2 separate regions of the Sus scrofa genome follow, and region 2 is linked to region 1. Evidence: chromatin contacts called from public Hi-C data. All regions are on one chromosome and are shown on one strand. The core of a region is the stretch at or near the end of the contact, and the rest is flanking DNA. Distances in the headings are between cores, read along the strand shown.

Region 1 (6,956 bases), core at 4,441-6,940:
TTACAAATAGAGAAACAGAGGCTTGGAGAAATCATAACTTGTCAAAAGTTACAGATGGTGGAGCTGAGAGAGCACTCAAACTACCACCCCCACCCCCACCCCCACCCCCATTTGCATGTCTTCTGACTGACTCCCATGAGGTAAGGACTGGCCCACCCAGCCCACGGCCAATACCCAGTAAATGTTTGTGAGATGAATGAATCAGTGGATTAATTAAGTATGCAATGCCCCTTGTTCTGTGTACACCTGAGAAAAGACCTTGAAAGTTGCTTTTAGATTAAGCAGGGCACCGTGTTCGGTCCAGCACTTTGCTCAGTGCCTGGTTATGTGAACAGTGACTGTTAGAAGGCAGGGTGGAGAGTCAGTGCCTGCCTTCTGGGAGCACCTGAGACGGGCCTGGGGTCAGAGACCCAAAGCTCCTGTGTGTGTGTGTCGGGGGGAGGCGGGGTAGATCCTTAGAAACAATGCTGGACACAGCTGTCAACACAGTTGTAGTTCTATAACCACTACAGTCTTGGTATGTGGGGGTTACTGAACATCAAAGGAAACAACCCTCATTTATAAAAGAGCTTCCATGGGAAAAGGAGCCTCAGGGGAATGCAGGTTATCCATATTCAGGCTAAATTTAAAGTGACCTTTGCTTTACAAACACAATCTCATAATCCTTAACAGACCTTAACAAGCAAGATTGTCTAGCTTTCTCAATCAGGTAAGAAAGCTGAGATTTGGAGCGGGCTGACCTGCCCTTGGTTGGAGGAGAACTAGAAACCAGGATCCTGTTCCTCAGACTAAACCACCAACTCAGGGCAAACAGGACCTCTGGGAATTGGGGCTTATCAGAGATGATGAACGCAAAGCCCTGGGGTTTAAATAGCTCTTTTAAACAAACTTTTAACTCTATGGAAGCCTGAGCTTTCTTTCAACATTGTTTGCAGTAGTGGTTGAAAAATTAAATCCCTGCAAAGCCTCTCTCCAGAGTCCAGAGCAATGGTGGGTAAAATGGAAAATCACCCAGCGAAAGGCTGCATCTCATAGGCTAGTAGTGGGCCCTTCCATTCCACTGCAGCTAGTGGCGGTCCAACCAGGGGTCCAAGAGCAGCAGCTGAGGCCTTCAGCAGCCCATGGAGGGGTCTGGGCGGGTGAGGTGCTGCTTGCCTGCCCACAGGTTCTGCCTAGAGAAATTTCAGTGCCTCTGGGCCTTCAGCCAGCATCATCTTTTTGGGGCCCTGGCTCCTGCTCGGGGTAGGCTGGGTGGGGGATCTCCACCTCTCATTTCATTCTCATAATAACCTGTGAGGCCTCCCTCATCCCTTATTTCTCTGATCACCTCTCCTGCTCACCTTTCCTCCTCATTTACTCTGTTTCAGCCATACTGACCTCCTATTCCCTAACACACCTGCCATGCTCCTAGTTTGGGGCCTTTATGCTGATGGCTGTTTCCTCTGCCTGGAATATTTTCCTCCCAGATGCTCTCCCTCACTTTATTTCTCAGATCCACCTTCTCAATGGGGCTTACATTGATCGACCTCATTTAAGTTGCTTCTGCCTTTCCCAGCAACTCCCAGATAGCCTCTTAGCCTGTGCTTCACCTTCTCCAATACTTAACCTTTCTATACACCAATTACTGTCTCTTCCCTCACTAGAATGTAAGCTCCTTGATAACAGAATGGCTTATTCCGTGCTGTTTCTCCAGTATTCGGGCAACATATTAAGGAACCTGTGAGTAGGGATCAAGAGCCCCTTTCACAAGAAACTCCTGGCCTCAGGTGGGTAAAGGACCTTGATCTTAGCTGGTAATGGGAGGAGCCAGAGCGTGAGCATCGCCCACCCCTCCACCATCCTCCCTGCCTTCCCCACTTAGCCAGTTTTCCCCATGTACCTGGGACCAGGAGGCTGCTGGTTGGCCGAAAGCCTTTGCTTTGGTGGATAAAGGTGGGACACCAGTGACTAAAGCCCTGAAGTTGGAACTCCAGACGTTGCCACGTTCAGCAAATCTAGCAGGTAAAAATTTTAATTTTGCATCAGCTTTTAAGGGTTTCATTATCCAGTGATCTAACCAGGGCTATTGCTTTTAAGTCTTCGGGTTTTTCAAATGATTTTTTTCCCCTTATTAATGAGAGAACGGTAGAAAATGAGGATAAAAACGGCTGTTTATGAAAGAAGCACATCAACGAGCGAGTTTTCTGGAACCTTGTTTGCAGTCCCTCCTAGAAATGCATCTGCCCGGAAAAAAGGCGAGCACGCTGGGGTGGCTGTAAAGCAAAGCCGCAGTTCGATGGCTGTCTCGGTCCCTGTGCCAGGGGTTCCTTCCCTCTTCCCGCTGGCGCACCACCTAGACCCTCCGAGGGCCCGGGGGTTTCACTGCGCGCTTTCCCGGGGTGGCCCGCCCCGCGCGCTGCGGGGGAGCCCCGGGTGGTCACGCCTCCCCGCCAGGTTATTTATATCTCCAAACTCGTTGGTGTTGGGTAGGGCCTCCTGCAGCTACGGGCGGCGCCAGGCGGAGAATACGGTGCGCGGGAGAGACGGGGAAGGGTGCTGGTGTTTAGTGAGATAAATAAACACTGGAGTGTTTTCCAAGCATCGGGCCATCAAATTTCCCGCTTAGCCTGTGTATAAAATCACGTGAGGTAGGCGCTCGTATCCTCGTCTTGGATGAGGATGTGGCGGCTGTCTAGGAGTTGGAGTTCAAGCCAGGTCGCTCCTTCCGCCGGGACGCCCGAGGCGGGTGTCCTCCCAGCGGAGAGGCGCCCAGCTAGCGTTGCAGCAGTTTGCGGAAAGCGGCGCCGGGCGCTTGCGGGCCGCGCGGGGGCTGGTCTGGGATCATGGCTGCGCTGTGCTCGGCGCGCAGCGTCAGGCGCGGGCACGCGGCGCGCAGGCGGCGCAGGCCAGCCGCGCTCACGTTGCGGCAGAAGTCCACGTGCAGCGTCTGCAGCGCGCGCCCGTGCGCCGCCACGGCTGTCAGCGTGCGGTTGGTGACGCGCGCGCAGTTCTCCAGGCGCAGAGCGCGCAGGCGCGGGCAGGAGAGGAGCAGACGCACTAGGCAGTCGTCGGTGACGTGACCGCAGCCGGATAGCGTGACGGATGCCAGGTTGGGGCACCTGCGGAGAGAACGCGGTGACCGCGGGCCAGTGCCGAGGAGGGTGCGGTTAGAATGCTAGCGTGCGCCCCCTCCCCGCGCCACGCCGCTTCCCGAAGTTCCCTGAGGTGGTTGGTGCGTTTTCCAACTCTGGGAGACCAGGCGTATCAGAGACGAGAACTCTGCAGTAACGGAGCCTGGATCTGAACTGGGGCTTTTGTCCCGTTTCTCCTTCCCTTTCTGCCACTCGCCCCGCCGTGCTTTAATCTGCGTGAGCTCTTAGCCTCAGGAGACCCCAGTGGAGACCCAGGTCCGTGTCCTGCTGTGAACATAGAGATGCTGGTTCCAAGGAGGAACGACTGTAGCTGCTTTGGTTCTCTCCTCACCTGTTGCCTTGGGTAGGGGTGAAGTAGGAGTTGGGGGAGGGAGAATAACGCCTACCGGTGGGATTGTTGGAGGATTAAATGAGATTTGGGATGTCTGGAGCCTGCACAGGGACTTCTATAGGCAATCAAAACCCATGTTTCCTGGGAGCGAGCAGGACCAGACTGCTTCCTGTCAAGAAGAACCTGACTGGTGGGCGCTGGCTTTGGTTTCCTGTAGCCAGAGGAAGCTGGAGTCAGCCCCGGGGAAGGGGGGGGGGGTTCTGTTCCCCATCAGCCTACCCCATTGCCTTTTGACTGAACTTGCCTGCACCAGCTCAGCTCCCTTTGCCTGAGGAAGGAAGGAACTGAAATAGGTTGAGCATGGCCACATCCACACGCTGAGTGCGTCGCATCTGCCCAAGTTGACACGCCTTCCTTATGCTTCATACCAACGCTCCACCCCATTTTGTGAGGAAACTGGCCCAGAGAGCTCAAGTGACTTGCCTGTGACTTATTTGCTGTCTGACCCAGGACAAATGTCTAAACCTTACTGGGGCCCCTCTTCATCTGACAAGTGTTACCTTCAGGTTGGTTGTAAGGACTAGGTAGGTGTTTAAGCCCCAAGGGTGTTAAGTGATCCCTTCCTCTGAGAACCTTTAGAGTAAGCCTGATGCAGGAAGACACCAGAGAAAGAGCCGCCTCCATCCTGGCCCAGCCATCCTCACCTGTTCTTCCCAACACCCCCTCCCCAGAAGACTGCCAGATCTAGAATTGGTGGATACTTGGCAATACCCACTATGTGCCCGTGCTACTGTGTCATTTAATTCTTTTAGCCTGCAAGATAAGGCAATTTATCCCACTTTATGGATGAAGAAATGAGGTTGAAAGAGTTTAAATATTGGGGCTGGGGTCACATGGACACTAGCAGAACTGAGGGACTCGGAGGAGGACCATGACCATCAAGTCCTTTGCTTTTTTTTTTTTTTTGGTAACTCTGGGGACACTTGGTGTGCCCAGACAGTGGCCTGGGAAGGCCAGGCCACACCTTGCTGATTTAACTGGGCTTGAGTTTTTATTTGCTAAAATCTGGCAGCTTTAGACTTTGGGGCAGATCACACAACCTGTCAGAGCTTTGGTTTGCTTATCTGAAAACTTAGGCTAGAACACTTTCTCCTTTGGGTAGCGTGAAGATTAGTAAGTTTCTAGGAAACCATAATTTATCACCACCCCTATTTCCGGAGCCTAGCTTGGTTTAGCTAACTCAGAGCTGAGCCCTCTAAGCTCTCCTTCCACAGCTGCATTTCACAGGTCTTGGGGTTTGCTTGCTAGGGGCAGGGTGGAGCGGTGAGCTGACTGCTGAATCTAGGAACCTTTTCCTGGGGCCTGACTTTGAAAAATCAAGGCCCAGCTGGACCCACCCAGCGTTTAATGGCTGCCAGGGAGGACAGCTGGCCCAAAAGATGGGGACAGCTGAAGCCGAGTTCTTCCTCTTTGCAGAAGCAGCTCTAGGACCTGTGAGGCTAAGGGGAGGCTTGGTGCCCATTTCCCCCATCTGGGGACTGCACTGTGGCAGGGCCTGGGAGCAGGGGGTTGCCTTGGGCCTAGTCTGAGGCTCTCCAAATCGGAGCCATCCTCTTGTGGTTTGCTCTTCCCTGCCCCCCAGAAGCCTCATAGAACTCCAGATGCCAGAGCCAGCAAAGCCAGCACAGGAGGTGGCCTACCTGTCGCACACCTGGAGGAGGAAATCATTGACCAGGTTCTCATGCCGGCTGCAGATGCTCCTCTGGAGGGCGCTCTTGAGCCAGTCCTCAATGCTGCACACCTGCACGCGGCTGGAATGCCAGCAGATGGAGAGGCTCCTGAGGGCTGGGCTCAGGAGGAAGTTGTCCTTCTTGAGTTCTGTGAGGGAACGGAAGTGCAGCAGGGGCCAGAGTGCGGGGTCCTCAAACACGTCCTGGAGCTGGGGGCAGGTCCTGGCGAGGTTCTTCCTGCTGTCCTTGTCCAGGAAGGAGAAGAGGTGCAGCAGGCACTCCCGGTTGAGCTGGGTGATGTGCATGGTGTGCAGCGGCCACACAGAGTATGACTGGAGCCCGGGGACCTGACCTACCTCCTGCTGCTCCTCCCCAGCTCTGGGCTGGTGGACATATATGGTTGAGGAATGGTGTTTATTTTTGGCCAACAACTGGTGCTGCCGCTCTGAGGAGGGGGGAGGTCCAGGCCCAGACATACGTGCAGCAGTGTGTGGCTCGGCTTATGTTCAGAGGAATTGAAGATCTTGGCAGAGAAGCAGCGTATTGAAGTTAAATAGCTTCCTTAAAAGGGATTTCTTTGCTTTTAGCTGACAATGGCATTAGGCAGAGAGCTCTTTTGGCGTTTTCATTCGTGGTACTGGCTAGACCACCTCCGTCTGGGCCTGCAAGTCTCTTGTCACTGGGAAGGACTCTAATTGCAAACAGTGTCTGTTTTTATTTTCTGGGACATCAATAGGAGTCTTTTGCTCTGCTCTTTGTAGGAAAAGGTTTGTCTATAAAGAGCAGTGTGGTAGTTTTGTGCTCAGAGATGTAAGCAGAAGGCATGGGTAGTACCCCTTTTCTGTTACTTTTGCTCAGTAGTGACACTTTCCAGGCTTCAGAACTGCCTTCAAATCCTGCTGCCCTCCTCCAGGCACAGGGATTTCCTCGGTCTCCCATTTGCCTCTATGTATACCCTTCGTTTTTTCCATAAAGGGTTTGTCCTCAGTAGCTTCTCTCTCCAAGATTCTTCTGTGTATATATGTGTCACTTTTTAAACTTCGGTTTACTTGGCTTTAGCCTTTAAGAGTTGTGTCCTGCTGTATCCAGCCTGTATTTTCCAAAATGTCAGGGTGGTTGAGGTAGCTCCTAATACAAAACTGCTTGAAACAGTTTTAGGTTGCTGTACTTCAGTCTGCGCTTGCCCATTGAGCCAGTCACACACCATCTTCCTTGTGAATGCCCTGAGCTCCTGGCGGTGAGCTGCTAGCCAGGCTTCCTGAAGGTTTTTTTTATTCTCTATTCAGGATCTGAGATTTCTCAATCCATGAAGCATTTTCTAATATCACTTCGCTCCCGATCCTTGACCAGACCCCACCTCAGTTTTCCTCCTGCGAAGGCCTCACTCTGTGTACCAGTTGGTTGGCTTGGTGGGTTAAGTAATGAGACGAGGAAACCGGTCTTCCTCTGCTAGACCAGGGAGCAGCCCCTCAGTGGTCACCTCCATTCCTTCTCCCACATAATGGGAATTGGAAGGAGGGGGAACACTTTGTTTTGCACGTGGGTGGAGTAACACAGATGAAACACCTCTTCTGAGGCTAAGGCTCGGTCAGCCCTGGTGCAGCTTGGCCTGTGAAAGCAGAATGCAGCCAAGGGAAGAAGGCAGCCATTGGCATCAGCTCCCGTGCTCTGAGGAGTCCATCACAGTCACCCCACCACTTGCCAAGGTGAAATGGAAGGTCTGACTTTCCTTGAAAACAACATAAACCAAGAAACAGCCAAAAG
Region 2 (6,953 bases), core at 3,795-6,294, 120 kb after region 1:
TGCTGTGGCTCTGGCGTAGGCCAGTGGCTACAGCTCCGATTTGACCCCTAGCCTGGGAACCTCCACATGCCGCTGGAGCGGCCCAAGAAATGGCAAAAAGACAAAAAAAATAAAAAATAAAAAAAAAAGAACTTGACCTAGAGTAAGTGAGGATGAGGGTTCAATCCCTGACCTTGCTCAATGGGTTAAGGATCCGGTGTTGCCACAAGCTGTAGAGACAGCACATATTTCAGTCTGCTTTGGAAGAGAATTCTCCGTGTTTGCAGCACGTCCAAGTTAGAAAGTATAGCCTTGGAATGCAAGAGCTACTCATCCTCATTCATCTGGATAGTTATCATAGTACTGGCCCTGACACATAGTAATTCTCAACAAATGTTTGGCCCTTGAAGACAGTGACTTGATTGACAGAGCCTTGGCTTTGGCAATGGACACAACTGAGTTTGGGTGTCCATCCACCTCTTAATAATTATGTGATATTGGACAAGCGATCTACTCTCTCTGAACCTCTTAGGTCCCAAACGTGTAAAATGGGGGTTATAATAGTGCCTACCCCACAAAGTGGCAAAGAAAGTTTGAGATAATGTGTGTAGAACATGTAATACTTGACATTTATAAAGTAGGTTCGTAATAAACATGAGTCACCATCTCTATCCTATATGCACTTTTGAAACTCTTACTTTTGCCTTGGACCCACTGGAGTGGATATCTGGGGGGAGAAGCCCTCTAGAATATTCAGAGTGTAAGAAAAATATGACCTCCTTGCAATCTGGGCCTGGTTGCAAGAAGGTCAGAGGGGAAGGCAAAGACTGAAAGGATTCTGAGGAAAGAGGGGAGGGTGGCAAAAGCTAGCAGTCCCAGGCCCTCTCCAGGGAGGAGGGCCACATCCTTGCCAGCTAATGAAGTCTGACACTTACCAGGAAATCAGCTCCTCCAATCAATCTAATCTAAGTTAACACCTACAAGAGAACCTCCCCAAAGCCGTCTCCATACTTTAAGGTTAGCCTGAGTAATCAGAGACAGGAAAGGCAGCTAGGAGCATGGAGAAAGGGCATTTCCAAAGGGCCTTGGCCAGTGTGTCTCTGGCCCTGAGGGTGAGGGGAACAATGGCCTGCGAGGGCAGAACACTGTGGGCCAGGGAGGCTCACCTATTGTGGAGACACTCACATTTGCCCAACAGCCTTCTAATTGTACCTTGGTTTCCAGGAGCAGTCATCCTGGAAAGGAGTGAAGGGGACAGGGTTTAGAGCGGTACAGAGACAGGTAGGGTGGAAACAGAGCAATGTCCCCACATGGCACTGGTGTTCTCAGTATCTGTTATTAAATGGGTGTTTGGATACATTTCAGTCTCCTGAGACTTTGGGCAGGGCTATCAGCTCTCCTTAGGGCCAAGTTCCCTTCAATAGGCTGACCTACTTCTATCTGCACCCCATCCCCACCAGCCTGTCCAAATCCAGCTCCCTGTGAGAGGGCAGTGGTGTGCGATGGAGGGTGGGGTGATACTAATATGCAGATTTGTCACTGTGGAAGGATTTGAATGCCACAGAGCTACCTTTCCCTTGGAGGTGGGATCCTGGACTAGGATCTGGGCACTTGAATGGCTTTTGGAAACTGTGGAGTCCAATTACCCTATTACCCATGAGGAGACTGATGCCTAAAGAGGCCAAGCTAGTACACAATGTATATGCATATCTAATCACCACAATGTACACTTTTAATATCTTATATTCTTGTTAATTATACAGTAAGAAGGTTGAAAAAAGAAATTAAAATTAATTCTAAAAAAGCCCTCCGGGAAGAGAATCCAGATCTCCTGAAGTCCAGACCAGGGTTTCTATCCTGTTTCTTTATGATAGCTCCATAAAGACATCTTGGTGTGGGAGTTCCTGCTGTGGCTCAATGGGTGAAGAACCTGATTACAGCAGCTCTGGTCGCTGTTGGAGCTGCAGGTTCGAACCCAGCCCAGCACAGTGGGTTAAGGATCCAGCGTTGCTGCAGCTGTGGCATAGGTTACAACTGTGGCTTGGAAATGATCCCTGAAGCTTGGAACTGATTTTGGTGTGGTATCATGCAGGTACTATGACATGTCCAAAAATGATAAATCTGGATTTGACTAGAAAGTATGACTCTTACTTGTTTTAATCTCAAATTGGAGCTTCATCTTACTCCTTGCGTGACTTCTTGTAGCTTCTTGTTCCTAGGGAAACTTGTGTAAATGGTATCTAAATTCACACTCTGATAGACTCTGGGAATGGCTTTGTGGAAGACCCAAAGCCTGAGAATTTGGGCTTGATCAGCCTGTTAATTTTGAGTGCTGGGCGGCAGGCAGACAGGCAGGCAGGCAGGCAGGCAGGCATGCAGGCATTCTCTCCTCCCTTCCCTAAAAGATCTCCATCCTAAGTCCAAAGGAGGCAGGTGTGCCAGGAGACACCCCTGGGAGGTAGCTCATGGCACCTCTCCCAGGAAAAGGAACAAAGGAGTAAAAAGTGGACAGTAAGCCATGTGAGTTCCAAAAAAGCACAAGTAAATGAAACTGGCATGGGTATAACCAATGAAAAGCCTAAAGGAAAGTCAAAAAGATTATGAAACTCACAAGGGAAAATGCATTCACTCATTCAAGAAATCCTTAAGTGATCACTTAATTAAACCAGGTATAGTTCTAGGCACTGGGAAATCAGACCAAGAATGATACAGAGATCCATACAAGTGAGTGAGAAGAGGAAAACTCAAAGTCATGGAAAGCGTCTTAGCTAAAACAGAAATCGAGATTAGAGGAAGACTGTGAGAGGAGTCAGATCCTTAAAAACTGCCTAGAAATTTCAAGAGGGTAACATCTGCACATATAACATTTTTTAAAACCTAGAAGAAAGGAAGCAGAAAGAGATGCATGAAAGCTACTTTGTCCCCCTAAGGACTAAACCACAGGGTTTGCATTGCATGCTGGGATAATTCATTCACTCTGTAAGTACTCACTGAGCACTTCCTACTTCTCTGGCCACACCAGGCTTTCTGCTGTTCCCTGCCCTCCCCCACTCTGCCTTTAATATTTCAGTGTCCTCTTCTTCTGAGGGCTTCTCTCAATGAATAACACCATTTAGTAGATACACAAACAAACCGAAAATACAGTGTCAGGAGAAGTAAAAATATCCTAGTGAAGACCCTGTCTAATTCATCTTTGTACCCCAGCGCTGGGCACATGATACACATTTAGGAACTGTTTGATGAATGAAGGAATATCATTGCTAGGCACTGAGGAAGCCAAATTTTTCTAATAACAAATGTTAGCCTAGTTGCCGTGAGCTGTGGTGTAGGTCACAGACATGGCTCGGATCCCGAGTTGCTGTGGCTGTGGCGTAGGCTGGCAGCTGTTGCTCCTTTTGGACCCCTAGCCTGGGAACCGCCATATGCTGCGAGTGTGGCCCTAGAAAAGACAAAAAAAAAATAAAAATAAATAAATAAAATAAAATAAAAAATAAATTAAAAAAATTAAAAAAGAGAAATGTTAGCCTAATCACAACTCCGTAAAAAGTACATTTTAAAAATGTTTTAAAAATCTACTGAAAGCACTATCAGTGGTTGAATGATGGAATTATAGAAGACTTTTTTCCTCTATTTCCCCCATTTTGTATAGTGCAGCAACATTGTTTTAGCCCTATCCCCACCCGGCTTCCTCACCCTTGCAAAATTATGAGAATTACAACTTATTACCTAATTTAAATTTTTTGTGCCATATAAATTATGAAGACTGAGAAAACATAATCTGAATTGCATAATGCATAAAATTTATCACCTCATTATTCTGATATGTTCGAAGATATGCATGATCACTTATGGCTAGGCATAAACAACCGTTCTCATTTATCACTTTGATTAGTATTACTTGAAACAGCCGAACCGGGCTTTTTTTCCTGGGGAAGAGGAGGCAGGAATTGGGCCAAGGGGGATGTGACTCTGTTGCCTCACTTTTCTGGCAGAGAATGTCAGGACCTGGGGACTCCGAGGACCTCCGGCTGACTGATGTGCAGGCCGGTGATGGCAGCAGAGCAGGCAGTACCCAGGGCTGCTTGGGCTTCACGAGAGAGATTTTTCACCCCAGTAGCAGTGGTGCTACCACCCCAAACTCTCCTTTCCTTCCCCTCCTAAGATATGCCTTCTAGATTTGAGAAAACCCACAAGGATAGTGCCTAAAATGTCATCAATAAAAATTTATTTGGGGAGTTCCCATCATGGCTCAGGGGGTTAATAACTCAGCATAATGTCCGTGAAGATGTGGGTTTGATCCCTGGTCTCAGTGGGTTAAGGATCCAGTATTGCCATAAGCTGTGTGTAGTTCGAAGTTGTGGCTTGGATCCTGTGTTGCTGTGGTTGTGGCATAGGCCAGCAGCTGCAGCTCCAATTTGACCCCAGCCTAGGAACCTGCATATGCCACAGGTGCTGCCTTTAAAAAAAAAAAAAGAAAGAAAGAAAGAAAAAAAAGAAAAAGGAAATGTATTTGGGCAGTAGAATCACTGCCTTCAGAACATTAGCAGAGGGCTAAGATGTTCATTCACATGACAAATATTTATCAAGAACCTACATGGCACCAAACATAAACAAGGCGGTATATGTATATGATGTCATTTCTTCCTGCATCAACATTATTTAGATATTATTATCCCCTATCACACAGATACTGAAGCAGGCTCAGGAAAGTTAAACAACCAGCCCTAGGCCACCCCTTTAAGTAAATGGTGGGAACTGGGTGGAGCCAGGAGTAGAGTAGGAGGGAGAGATCCAAACTCAGCTCTCTCAGAGTTGGGAAGTCACTGTCCCCACACTTTGTATTGCAACACAGCAAAGATTTCCAGGCTTGGTGTTTAAGTCTGTGTGGCCATCAGCAACCACTCTGGGTCTCAGTCTCCTTGTTTAAACACAAAGGGCTTGAGAAATATGTTTTCCAAGTGTGCTTCCAGCGCTGGGCTCCTCGTTACGGGGTTCCTCGGGCCTTTGTAAAAGCTCTGCTGGAGATGAACCCTCCCTGGTCGCTAGAGCAGAGCAACAGCAGGGACTCAGCGCTCTCCAGGGATCGCCCCCTAGAGGACACTGGTGGTGCTGCGTGAGCCCTCTCTCTCACAGAGGGTACTTGCCACTGACAAACCAACATAATCACACGATTCAAATTAACTTTAATGACCGCTTTACCTTTTTTAAAAAAAATGGATTTAGAAAACATTCTCACAGTCCTTCCCACACTCACCAGGGCAATGCTGCTGGAACATTTAATGATGGGTGCATTTGCAGCCTGAAGACCTACTGGTTCTATGAGTCATATTTTAAAATTAGATTATATGTATGTACATTTTTTGACCATGCCGGTGACATGTGGAAGTTCGCCCGCCAGGGATCAAACCTATGTTAGAACATCGACCCAAACCGCTGCAGTGACAATGCCAGATCCCTACCTTACTGTGCTAGAAGTGAACTCTAGTTCTAGTAAAATTAGATTATATTTTACTTTCTACACCTTGGTTTCTTTTAGGCCTTGTGAGGCCACATATTAATCCAATGTTTATTTTGCAGGGTTGCCAAACTGTGATTATCAAATGGTATATTTATCTCTACTTAGTTATTTTTAGTATAATAGTAAAGTTTTGGTTAGGTCATATATGCATGTGGTACAACATTCAAAAGTCAATGCAGAGATTTCAGTAACTATCATGAGATCGAGAAATTCCATTCCTGGGTCTATACCCCCCTAAACTGAAAACAGGTGTTCAAACAAAAACTTATTATGCATGAATGTTCATAGCAGCACTATTCACAATACCCAAAAAGTGGAAACAACCCAAATGTTATCAACTGACACTAAATAAATGAACTGTGGAATGTCCATATACTGAAAATATTACTCAGCCAAAAAAAGAAATGAAGTACTAACACATGCTTCTATTTTTTTCTTTCTTCTTTTTTTGTCTCTTTAGGGCTACACAGGCAGCAAATGAAGGTTCCCAGGCAAGGGGTCAAATCAGAGCTGTAGCCCCCAGCCTACACCACAACTCACAGCAACACTGGATCCTTAACCCACTGAATGAGGCCAGGGATCGAACATGCATCCTCATGAATACTAGTCAGGTTTGTTTTCACTGAGCCAAAACGGAAACCCCCCATGCTTCTGTTTGGATGGCCTGTAAAACATTACGCTAACAAAAAGAAGCCGGACCATTTACATGAAATATCCAGAAAAGATATATCTATTTCTTTTTTTTAATTTTTGCTTTTTAGGTCTGCACCTGCAGCATATGGAGGTTCCCAGGCAAGGGGTCGAATCGGAGCTACAGCTGCTGGCCTACACCACAGCCACAGCAATGTGGGATTTGAGTCGCAGCTCACAGCAATGCTGGATCCTTAACCCACTGAGCAAGGCCAGGGATCGAACCCGCAACCTCATGGTTCCTAGTCGGATTAGTTTCCGATACGCCACAGCGGGAACTCCCATAGAGATTTTCTCATCTGTAGATTAGTAGTTGCCAGGGTCTAGGGGAAAGGGAAAATGGAAAGTGACTGCTAATTGAGTATGAGGTCTCCTTTTGGAGTGATGAAAATGTTCTAACTGGATGGTGGTGGTGATTGCACATTGTAGATGCCCTAACTATTGCTGAATTGCACACCTTAAAATGTTTAAAATGAGGGAAGTTCCCGTCGTGGCTCAGCAGAAATGAATCTGACTAGTATCCATGAGGATGCAGGTTCCATCCCTGGCCTCACTCAGTGGGTTAAGGATCCGGTGTTGCCATGAGCTGTGGTATAGGTTGCAGCTGCGGCTGGGATCTGGCATTGCTGTTGCTGTGGCATAGGCTGGTGGCTACAGCCCTGATTAGACCCCTAGCCTGGGGACTTCCATGTGCGAACGATGCAACTGACAAGGCTTAATCTCTAAAATACACAAACAACTTACACAACTCCACGGCAAAAAAACC

Evidence for each region. Hi-C and Micro-C count contacts between places; a contact is called where the count stands out from the background.
Region 2: a contact with region 1 is called in a Hi-C map of retroperitoneal adipose tissue, with 2.6 times the contacts expected there. The contact joins the enhancer-like site here to the promoter of FBXL22 in region 1. A contact is called at or near these places in 2 of 5 promoter capture datasets (fetal liver and liver), 8 of 47 Hi-C or Micro-C datasets (alveolar macrophages, blood, embryonic fibroblasts and 4 more) and 2 of 2 datasets of contacts at active chromatin or transcription factors (alveolar macrophages and skeletal muscle).

Annotation. Positions count from the first base shown.
Region 1 is chr1:108,406,247-108,413,202 of Sscrofa11.1, forward strand. It overlaps FBXL22 (F-box and leucine-rich protein 22), which reads right to left and starts at 5,691. Exons shown (of 2, transcript XM_021094142.1): 1 at 5,163-5,691; 2 at 1,981-3,098. The coding sequence starts at 5,668. The coding sequence ends at 2,753.
Region 2 is chr1:108,525,222-108,532,174 of Sscrofa11.1, forward strand. No RefSeq gene overlaps it. Among named protein-coding and RNA genes, the nearest start is that of USP3, 13 kb to the left of the region's middle. Within about 2 kb of position 5,045, at least 14 of the 83 cell types and tissues checked have an H3K27ac peak or open chromatin away from gene starts, as enhancers often do. A contact at or near this core is called in alveolar macrophages, fetal liver and retroperitoneal adipose tissue, where this site is marked.